Linked DNA regions of Dromaius novaehollandiae: region 2 is linked to region 1. The links are chromatin contacts, called in public Hi-C maps. All regions are on one chromosome and are shown on one strand. Each heading gives the region's core, a stretch centred on a gene start, on an enhancer-like site or on the middle of the called end of the contact. The rest is flanking DNA. Distances are from core to core; before and after follow the strand shown. Region 1 holds the start of ANGPT1 (angiopoietin 1). Region 2 has its middle 36 kb from the start of ABRA.

Region 1 (5,961 bases), core at 3,413-5,912:
AGTTCATCACGGACATCTTTTTGTTGTCCTTAACACCCAGATATGTGAGCCTTATATCACGCATTACATTAAAAAATGCCCAGTGAAACATAACCGTAAATACAATGGAGTTTTTACTCTTTCTTGTAATATTTTCAATAGGGGACAATGGTTTGTTAATTTAACTAAATATTACACTGCTCATTATGGCCACCTTTATCCTTAAGTTAATATAAATATGCATTAGAAGATATGATATCAGTTTTTAGACCTTGTCCTCCTTGCATCAGAGACTGTCTCATTTTACACAGCTTCATAGCCAGAGTGACATATGAGGAATTTTCTCAACTTCTCCAGTAAAACATACCCAGCGCAAGGCAAAATCCAGCCACTATGGGCACATAAGCATATTAGTATTTCATTGGAGTGCTAGGCACTGCTGGTAAAGAGGGCAGAGAGGGGCTGTAGATGGAGCCAGAGCAGACAGCAAATGTATACTAGTCTTTTCAAAAGTCATCATTTGCAGCACTGTCTACTTCTTCCCTTATAAGCTGGTGACAGCACAAACAGTTTGAAGTGTCAGGGAGGAGAGCTGAAGCTCCCTTACTCGGTTTTAAGTATTACTGATATAATCAATATTTACAGACAAAAGAAACAAAAAATTGTAAGTTTGCATACTGGCTGACCAGAACGATTGTGGTTCACTCTCCAGTCAAGGCTATATGTCAATGTTAGCATCTTATAACATATCATTATCAAGTATTCACTTTCAACTTTTATGGTATTCTGTTTAGGTCATGATCAAGAAGAAGAGTGAGTAGATCATGCCAAACTCACTTACTTACAGCTATTATTAATATTATTTTGACTGAAGGATAAATACATGAAATAATTGCATCTATATAGCCATTTTGAATGTATACTGAGACCACCAATATCATAAGTTCACCCAGCTGACCAACAGAAAGTTTCCGAGCAAGACATGATGATAACATTTCATGTAACTCCTCTTTGGCAACACTTAGACACTGCAATTAAATACCAAACAGTATCACGTGTGCCAGTCAGTTACAGCAAGAAACAAAATGTGATGAACTGTTTGTTTTGAACTATTAGTATAAACATATTGCAGAAATGAAACCCAAGCTTAAACAATGGGGAAAGTTATCCGGTATTAAAATAAACAGTTCTAGGAAAATCTCTGAAAATGTTTACCAAGTCATCTTCTTCCAAGCCATTTCTGTGCAGAGCACTTTGCCGTGTCCAAGGTTTGCCAACCAATCCCAGCAACGCTGGCTAGAGATATGCAAATGCTATTGGACAAGGCTGAGACTTAATTGCCTGTAATCAGCTCCCCAAGCAAGCACATTTTTATCTAGAATCAAGCTAGCAGGTCATCAAAGAAGGACTTTTGTTGTTGAGGGTAAAAGAGTTTCCTCTTCTCTTAAACAATACCTATTTTGCTTCTAGAAATCTGCTAATGTAGAAATCAAGGAAATACATTTTCTAACTTAAAATACTACACAATTTCTTAAGTATATAATACTTTATACAAACTTGCTTAATAAATACTCTTCCAAAATTGCAGGCTAGCATTTGCACTAAGAACATAAGAGGCTCTGGCAAGCAGTGCCAATGTACAATTATAATGAAAGTTATGTATATCGTATAGACTAATAAACCTATTTCTTCTTCATAAGTTACAACATATCTAAAATTCTGAAATATAGACAGTATTTCTTATTATAACTATTCACTTCTGATTATAGACTTATAATCATTAATAATTCTTTATTTTGTTCATGGCAGGTGCATTATAAAATGTTGCTTGGTGCAGCACTAGTTATATCCTGTATTAAAAGTCTAGGAGGAAAACAAATATAGTGTAAAATGAGATGTGAGATGTCTACACAATGTATTCATTACACTTAAGCATGATGCTTCTTTTGAAAGGAAACGAGTTATGGCTGAAATGCTGGGTAATGGCAGCAGCAACAAAGCAAATTCAGTATTCAGAGATGCTATAATGGAGCTGCATCAGACTCATTTGTTCGCAGGGAGCTGTACTCCGTCATGCAGAGAAACGGGTCCTTTCATTCAGAGAACTGACACACAGCATATGTGCACAGCCCTGGCTTCGTGTAAACCTATGGATGCAGAGGGCTGGGGGCTGGGAAGGACAGGGCGGGGGGATGGCCCTGCCCACAGCCTGTTTTACAGTCACTGCAGATATAGAGCCCTCAGATATAAAAGCCTTTCATTGGGCTTCCTACCTGTTTAATCACTTCCTGCTGAAGTGTGAGAGGACTAACCCTAACTCAGACATTCACACTCTAGAGACTCATTTTTCTTCTTGTTCAGTTCACAGTGAAACAGTGATCTTAGTTCAGTCTCTAGTGGACAAACATAGAATAAGTAAAGTCTCATAAGCATGATTCAGCAGGCAATTTGCTCAAGTAAAATCATGTGTGCATAAACACAGATAACAATTTTCCTCTTCTCAGTCCTTGCCTTAAACTCCCAAGGTGCAGTAAAATTATTTCTTAAGAAATGCTTTCCTCTACAAAAGACATCTCCTCAGTTGCAGCCTTATATTCCCCAAAGCAGACCACAATATTAAAAACTGAGGAAAATAGTCTGAAAAAGAAATGCTCCACTATATTTTGGTTTATAGTCACATATTTATTGGGCATAGTCATCTCTCTCTTGCTAGGGCTATACTGTATATGCAAAGAGTGCAATTAATTTACCAGGAGATCAAGAAATTCTCTCTAAAGGTTTTAGCATGGTTAGAAGGGTAGGGGGGTTGTTTATGCTTTTTAACATATTTCTGTCTTCTATACCATCTGGAGGAAATGAAAATTGTAAACGAGATAGGTAGCAATAAATATGCTAATATGAAGTTTTAGTAATCTTTACTAGCATTTTTGATGTTCATTCTTTATTGATGTTCATTCTTTATTGATGTTTATTCTTAGTATGATCTTGTGCTACTGTTAAATGATGTTTCTCTTGAATAGGTATGTACGATAGTTTTCTTGTGCCATCCTACATGATTAATTGCATCACCAATTGCTCAATTTGCTGTTTTGCCAGGTCATCATGCCAAAGTGAGAATAAGAATATTACAATCGTATACAAAGACAGTTTATTTATTTTCACTTGTCACCTATCTCAAACCATTCTCAATATCAAGCCAAAGACAAGGTCCTGCAAGGTAAGTAATTTTACTTGAGTGAGTAACCTTATTAATGGGACTTCTCATCTGAGTAGTTATTCAGATATTTAAGTCTTTTCAGGGCCAAGCCGCAGCTTATACATAAAAAACTGAAAAGTTCAGTAGAAGTTTACAGCTATAGCACAAATTCTTAAAAAGTATTTCACTTCTGCTAAGTTACTGTAACATTATTTTCAAGCCCAGTGTAACACACACTAAAAAAAAATTACTGTGATGATTTAAAAATGTGAATGCTTATATACTTTTCTCTGTCATTCCAGTGATTAGCTGGATAGAATAGGATTACATGATCTATTTATGGAGCAATAATAATATTCTCAATACAGTGCCATTAGATGTTGATTTTTTTAAATGCACCCTTTTGCTGTTAGAGTAGCAGGTATCCTGCATGACATCTGATTGGAAGCTCTGAACTATAAATGGAGTTTATAAGACTAGCTAATAAAGCCTTCCAACATTGGAGTCTCTGGTGTATTTTTGTATACTCTGGCTCATAAAACATCTGTGGTCTCTTGAGAAAAAAGCTTTACAAAATTGCATCTTTCAGTAATGTGAAGAAAATTCTGCTCCCAAGAGCAATCTCACTATGAAGGGTGCACTCTGGATGTAAGATTGCTCACCCTGCAGAGTTAAGAACTAGAGAAATCCTTATTACCTCAGTTCTCATAGAAACTCATGAAAACTATGAACAGCATAAGCACCAACAAAAAAAATCCATTTAATGAGAAGTGGAAAAAGAAGCACTTACTTTTTGCAGCCACTGAGTGTAATTTTCCATCACATGTTCCAAATGTTGCAGTTTCTGGGAAGAGAAATCCTGTTCCACGTGGGGAGCATCTCTCTGAAGAGCATTTGTGTTGTACTGGTCTGTCGTGCTTTCACGACAGTTCCCGTCCTGTTCTGGTAGAATGAAAGTATAGGTGCACTGCCCATGCTGAATCCGGTTATATCTTCTCCCACTGGCTTCTGGACCCCGACGTTGATTATTACAGCCTATGTGAGCCAGAAGAGCAGCCAGGAAAGCAAAGGAAAGGAAAATTGTCATGTTATTATTACTTTCCTTTCCTAATTTTAGAAAAACTTTTTTCTCCCTCTTTTTTTAAATTTGTTCTTAATTTCCTTTAAAGTCTTTAGAAGGACTGGAGAATTGTACTTTAATAATCAAGCTTGGATAAATTGGTATATTTTTAATTTCAATATTAGGATAGCTTCCTTTAGCTAAAATTGGGAATATTTATTGCATAGTAGTTAAGATTTATTGTTTCCTCTCTGTTACAGTCCAGCATGTAGCCTGCTTTAGTCAGCTGCATATGCATATCCCAGTCTCTTTCCCCTACACTATCTGCTGCAGAACTGCTATTTTCTCTCAGACTTCAGTGAGTTTTATTAAGGTTGCACATTCAAGCCAAGCTGGAAGCAAGCAGCCTTTCACAAGATGACTTGACAGGAATGCGTGTATGAGTGCGCCCCTATGCTGAGGATGGCTGATGGCTCGGTACAGAGGGATCATCTTACAAACTGGCTGGATGCATGACCTCAATCATGCATGGCTTTCCAGCCCCTATTGCATACAACTGCTAAGGGCGTTTGACGAATTCACGTAAGTTTAATAAGTTAGGCAGTCCACCTTAATACACTTCATAGGTTCACACTGACCTATTAAAATGTAGATAAAGTGTAGAAGTTTGTTGTAATCTCTCTGTAAATATACAAAGCACTGAAATTTAAAATACTTTCAGTTCTCCACTGCTCAGTATCTATTAAAGAATCCTAAGTCAGAAGAATGTCACTTATGAGAAAAAAATTACATTTAACCCTCACATACTTTTGCTACTTTTCTCAGACAATTGTGTCACTTTAGCAGAGTTTGCAGAGAGCTTTTTATAGGATTTAATGAAATTAAGGTTTCCAAATAATAATGAGAAATGGCAATTCAGAATGACAATAGTATTTTATGCTTGGCTAGTGAAATAAGGTAACTGGTTACAAAACCGAGGTATGCTGGTTGAACTATTCCAGATTGCCTTATGGACTATGTAATTATTACATGTGAAACACTTCTATCAATTTGCAAGTCTGTACAGGCTATACAGTCCCCTTATTATATGTAAAAACTTTCTCAGGGGTAACTTCCCAAGAAAAGGATTGTGGTAACTATTTAAGAAACTATCTTAAACATAAATAATGCCCTTGGTATTTGCTAGAGATGAAACCAGAATGCACAGATTAGAAACAGAATCAGAATAGTCCTGAACTTCAGAGAAATTTGGTTCTGAGTTCCTGCTCTAGGATCTACTATTGTTACATAAATACCAGCCAACTCCTTCGCAGACCACTTTGCACAATTTTACTCATGAGGTAGATAGTCTTCTAAACAGCAAAAGTGCATCAGCTAAAAATCAACCTGTAGCAATTTAACTTTCCAGAAAATCCACCTGCAAGAATACTGCATGCGAGCACCTTCAGTGCTCATGCTGTTGTCATTATTATGTATGTATATTATATTATCATCATATTAGAACTGCAATTTCAATCTCAGAGAACTGCCTGGAATTTTCAGCCAGAAGCCTGTCCTGCTCCTGAATAAGCTATTCCTACTCTAACCTGGGGGCTGAGACTTTCATCTTGCATCCAAAAAGAAACCATTCCCTTTGAATTGCTAAGAAATATCTCCTAAAAAATGTAGAGAAATGAGAGGGGCTTAGCTTGTCTTAAAACATCTGTATGCCCAATATATAGTGAAA
Region 2 (5,931 bases), core at 1,923-4,422, 300 kb before region 1:
TAAAATGTGTGACAGAAGATTACATAAAAGGAAAGTACCTGGTCTAGCAGAGATAGTTCTTCACACTGTGAACAGTAGGAATCAGCAAAAGGGGATACCTGACTCCTAGACCTCCTGCCAGAATCATCTTCTGGCAAATAACAGTGCATGGAAACATCAAACCCACATGATTTCCTCCATAAGGTTGTTGCTCACTAATTCTTTCTATGTTGGGATGACAAAGAAAGCAGCAATATCCAGAAATGAAAATATGAATTGTTTTTGGTGCCATTAGCTTTATGGTGTGAACTTTTCTGTATAGTTTTATAATGCAGACTTTTCTAAGTTGGATGGTGAATGAAGCAGACCTCTTTTATACTCCTCAGTGCTGAATGATAAGGCAGACCCTTGACTTTGTGTTTCACCTCAATGGAACAATACGCTTTTTTTCCACACAGACGCACACAGGCAGGTACGGCCGGGAAGAGCTAGGCCTCTCCCCAGCACAGCAGGAAGCAGAAAGAGAGTGAGACATAGTTATGTGAAAGGCTCAGACGAGAAGGCTCACCTGATCTGGATGAAGAGGTGACGTCAGATCCAAGGCAGCTTGAATCTTGGAACTTTTGCTTTCAAATAGTTATGGCTTTCAAGTAAAGCCACTGTGTTTATGAAAGTCTTGCTAAGAAATAAATAGTTTTTTTCCCCACTATGTTGTCCTCATAACATTAAGCAACACAGTTTCCTAGGTTGGGTGCATGTCTGGGAAAGTTTAAAAGCAATTGGCATGAGTTCAAAGGATAGGACAGATGGGAAAGTGGACTCCTTTTCTTTGGAACATAAAAAGCCTTCCCTGAAAGGATGGGCATTATAACGAAATAGTGATAAACAGCTGTCAGATCAATTTGCTATAGAACAGGATTGTCCAGCAGGATTTTGGGCCACAATATAATGAACAACTAACGTTAGAAGAAGAAAACTTAATCCTGTCTTTTCTGAAGACAATTTTGGAGATGCTTTTGTTAACCCTTCCTGTTAGACAATTTTGGAACTAAATTTTGGACTTTCACAAAGGATTCAGAAAGATTATTTTCCTGAAATCCTTTAAAAATCTGGGTCATCTATCTTGGAAATAGACTTACTGAAATTTGACACTGAAAAGTATGGGGCTTTTTTTAGGATTTCTGATCTGAAGCACTCAAAAAGTTCTATGCACTGTCTTTTCCTCAATATGATCTTGTCATGATTCAGCCTTTTGAATCAATGGAGTTACTTAATGGCGTGAAGTGGACTTCTCCCACAAATGAAGGATGGGAAGTCTGCCAATGACTTATTAAAAATTATGAAATAATGTTTTTTCTTACTAGAAAAGCAGAGCGGATTTAGACCATGTTCAAGTCGCAAAAAAATTCAGTCAGCTTGTATGTAAATTGTTCATCAACTTGGATTTGTAAGAACTCTTTCTCCTGTAACTGACTGTTTTTCAGAACAGGAAAGTTTGTGGTCATTCTGAAGTTTAAATAAGCTTAAAAAAATCAGTAGTTAGGGCATGAAAAACGTTTTTCTGCAACTGTAGTTTTTTGGTATGTGAACAAAGAGGAGTGACTTCCTTTCATTTACCTGCAGGACCTTAGATTTATGAAACATATTCTTTCATTTTTTATGTTTAACCTTTGACTGGTCTTTCAATTGTGTTACAATATGACTTAAAAAAAGGCACTTGCTTTTAAGCAACAGGGCATGTTGAAAAAGAAACTACATGGAAAAGCTGAGGGAATAGAAAAAATCAAGGCTATTGCTGAAAGCTGAGCAAGAGTGAACTTAATTAGTTCAGCTTTCTAAAAGGGCTCTCTGGAGAAGAAAGATATAAAAGGCCTGAAATAGTACTCTCAAATAAAGAATATGTTCCTTCTCTTCTTTGAGTTGTCTTTGGTCAATATACATGTAATGGAATTATAGTTTGTTGGCTTTCAGATATTTCGAGATGTTGTTCAGTGGTGAACATGCAGTGGTTCAGTGATCACTATTAGGTTTTGATCTTACGTATAAAACCCATTCTGATAAGCTTTTTTGTGTCATTGATAACTGTAAATAATTTGAGTCTGATCATTTTATCTGCAAGTTCTAAAGAGTATGTAAACTTTTTTGATCTAGAGTATATCTGTAAAATGTAGACACACAGACCATGGTTGAAACTTAATAATGAACCTAGAAAGATGTCTTGTACCTGAATTTTTTTCCTATTCTGATTTGTCTCGCATGTACTGGTAGTAAAAATGCCTAGATGGACATTTGGAGGAGCAGTAGTAGAAGCGATTATGTTATGATGATGAATAATCCATACACTGGCTGGGAAAGTGCACCTGTGAGGAAGCCCTTAATGCTCAAGGGAAAATATTAATGTGAATACGTCTCAGACTTTCAATGTGAAAGCGTAACTAAGGAATAAATTGTAATGTTACTTAGAGTATCACTGCAAGTCTCACTTGGCAAGCATCAGTGCAGCAGGACCTGAAGTCCCACTGACCCAAAAGTGTGGTTACAAGTCTAGATCTTTTAGACTTGGTGGCTAGGGCTTGAGACTTGGATGTAGAGCAAGCACCCTATTGTGCAGCTTTCACAGGAGAGAAAAAACTACTTCATTTTTCCTGACACTGGGTTAGTAGATCAGTTCAGCTAAGGAGGTTGGGCAATCACCCAAATCAAAGCAGAGCTATAAATATTAGTAGAGCATTCTCATGGGAGGTCCACAGAATATAAAATTGGCCTCTTTGATTGGTCTCAGAGTCTGACTGAGCTTGGCAGACTCATATATTTTCTCAGGCATTAAATGACCATGGCTTGGATTATTTCTTTAAATGTTTTCTTTCCTTCTGGTGAAGTATAAAGATTGTGGATGCCTTTTTTTTTTTTTTTTTTTTTTTTTTTTTTTTTTTTTTAAGGAAACTGGAACATTTGTGTCCTAAATCTGTATTTATCATAGAAGAAAGGGCTAGGAAAGATCTCCAAAGGTCACCTTGTCCATTTTCCTATTCCAGGGCAGGATTAATGATACATGAAGTGGAGTTCCCACGCTGTGGTACACTGGTGATGCATGAACCACTTCAAAGTGAATGTGGCAGTGCTGCATAGGGTTACAGCATTCTGGAGCAAATCTTCAGTGTACAGGAAATGCTATTTTCGGGAGATCATTTGGGATTGGCTTGTTGTGCCTGCAGCAAAGGGAGGGAGGCCTGTAATTGATTGAGGCTGTTCAGCCTTGGAGGAAAGTGAGTGCAGCTGAGCGTGCTGGATGCAGCAGGATGCATTTCTGTCTCCTATTGTTCAGCTGGGCTTTCTGCCCGTCGCAACTTTCCTGGCGTGTTTCTCTTAGCTTGTGCTGTAGCTGCAGTCCATGGGCTTCTCAGCCATTCTGGCTACATCAGTACAAGTAAATTAAATGTGTCCATGTCCATTCTCTGGCACTGAAACTGCCTGGTGCAGAACAGCCCTTGTTCATATTATTAAACTCTGCCTCTCTCCAAAACAGGGTGGCCACCTGCAGGACAGCTGCCTCTTGGGAATGACGTATGGCCCATTGGCTCCTAAGCCATGCGTGGGAATGGGGAAAGCATGCTGTTTGGGAGGCCAAAGCAGCACCAGAGACCATTCTAATAATTTAACAGAATAGGTACAAAGTCCCAGAGTCTGGGTATGGTCACCGTTGCAAATGAGTTTGCTCTTCGAGATGTAGCTCCCCTCCCTGTACATGTGGCCTCTCCTTGCAGCGTTCCTTTATGCATGATGTCTCCACATGAAGCCATCTTGTTGAAATGGCAAAGCAATGTCCCCATTTGCTTGAGGCCTTTTACTTGCAGAATAGATTTTCTCTAGAAGCTTTCTACATATTCTGCTCTGTGTCTCTGTCCTGTGATCAGGAGCTTACCTCAGAATTCAGATGACCTGCGCTACCAAGTGATGCAGACAAGCAGTTATTGCAGATGATGCTCTTGAACGCTGCTCACTTGACAGTTGATAACTAGCTGCTGTGATCGTTAACTTAATCTGCTCATAGTGTCTGTTTCAGGAACCCACCTGTCCTGTGATTTACGTTTCCCCTCAGGGATGCTGGAGCAGGGATGAGGCAGGTGAGGTAAGGAGCACAGATTTTAGGAAATGTGGGTTGTCTTTACTAGTCAAGTGCCTGAGGCCCTATGCTGTGAAGACAACACAATGGGAGGTTGAAGGAGACAGGGGTTCTGCTGGAGGGAGCTGTGGAGAGAGGCTTCAGTCTGAGGAAAGGATGTAGGAGATGATAGGGTAATAGAAAGCCTAGTGGCTGGACACTCATTCATAACACTCATGATGGAGATGATTAGGAAAGTGGTCTGTACTGTGCTGGAAGTAATATACAGAGGTGCTAGGTCATGGAAATGTTGATAGCCAGTGCTTCTGTGGGAGTTTAATGTTGTCTTTTGGGTGGGAGAGGCAGGCTGTGTTACCAGACTGCACAGGACAACGTGTTTTCCTTTTCCTTTGCAGCCAGGTATCTCCTACTAATATACAGCAGCTGATGCCTTTTGAGAAGGATGTCTGCTGTGCCTGGAAACTTCTCAGGCTGGCTATTCCCAGAAAGGTAAGTATCTGATGGATGTTCAGTCTCTTTTGTATCTGCTGAAGGACCCAGAGTGAGGGGTAGAAGCACCTCCAAGATGAGTGGGACTGAGAGAGACAAATGTTTTGCTTGGGGAAAAAATGGAAAAAAAGCTGAAGGCTTTCACCCCTGTGAAGAGAATATCGTCAGAGGGACAGTCTAGAAAGGCATAATATGCTGGCACCTTAGTATGACTTTAAAATCAAAGATATAGAATTATAACCTTAGCCTTTGATAGTGACTGTTTGCAATATTTTGTGAAGAAATAATAGGTAGCCTGACCCATGTCCTAGCAGTCAGAAAGCTTCAGGCTAATAGCTTCTGGATCCAGACTGTCATCACGGGTTCACATTCAGCACTGGACTTCCGTCTCTGTTGCAGAAGGGGATGGAGCTACAATGCAGATATGTTGTTACCCAAAGGCATGTTTGATGTTTTTCTCATGAGTTGCAAGACTGACAGAAGCAGAGCTTACTTTGGCTAGCACTTGACTGACCCTGCAATGGTGTCCTTTTGTCTTTATGGTCTGACAGAGACTTCTTTTCATTTGTCCTTTCCGTAATTGCATATTGTGATATGACTGCCCTCCCATCTAGTTTAACGCTGCAATGTTCAGAAGACAAGTGTTCCTCAGAGAACTGCAGTGTGCATGCTATCAGGAAACACTGGAATTAATGGCTGCTGAAATTTTAACAGTGAAATTTGATATACAATAATTCCCTGTTCTGAATTTCTGAATCATGGCAGATTACATCATGTTTTGTGATGTCTCAGGGTAGTAGAATATTTACAGGCATATAAAATAGAAATTATTTTGTAAATGTCATATTGGAAGATTTGAGGAAAAAGACCCTGCCTTTAAAATTAATATGATTTTTAAATTTAAAAGTAGAGTATGTCCCAGCTTGTGAACAGTCCCTCTGACACTGTCACAGCTTGCCAGGGAATCCAGCTGTTTAGAAACAGCATCATAGTTCTCATATTGGCACTCTTCTTGTTACGCTCCTCTTATACTGCTATATGACTAGTAGAAGGCTGTCACTTTCTAGACTCCCAGCCAAATAAATAATGAATACAGCTTCATTTAGCAATTGATATCTTTGCATCCGAAGGTTTGCTATTTTTCAGCAACTTCAGAAGAATTTGTCTGCTGACTGAAAATTTTGAGAGAGGAATGGCTTCATTATATATGTGGTTGTAATGCGGGTGCATAGCACAGCTAAATATTTTTAATACAGAAGTTATTGTTATTTTTAAAAGTTGACCCAGATTTTAATGATGGAATTTAATCTGTCTAGCATCGATTTCTATTAAGGAGATAA

The links. A called contact is a pair of places that touch in the nucleus more often than the background predicts.
Region 2: a Hi-C map of liver shows a contact between it and region 1, with 9 times the contacts expected there. The contact joins the enhancer-like site here to the promoter of ANGPT1 in region 1. A contact is called at or near these places in 2 of 4 Hi-C or Micro-C datasets (brain and liver).

What each region holds. Positions count from the first base shown.
Region 1 is chr2:140,821,879-140,827,839 of bDroNov1.hap1, reverse strand. It overlaps ANGPT1 (angiopoietin 1), which reads right to left and starts at 4,662. Exons shown (of 9, transcript XM_026119552.2): 1 at 3,966-4,662. The coding sequence starts at 4,262.
Region 2 is chr2:141,117,587-141,123,517 of bDroNov1.hap1, reverse strand. No RefSeq gene overlaps it. Among named protein-coding and RNA genes, the nearest start is that of ABRA, 36 kb to the left of the region's middle. Within about 2 kb of position 3,172, at least 2 of the 2 cell types and tissues checked have open chromatin away from gene starts, as enhancers often do.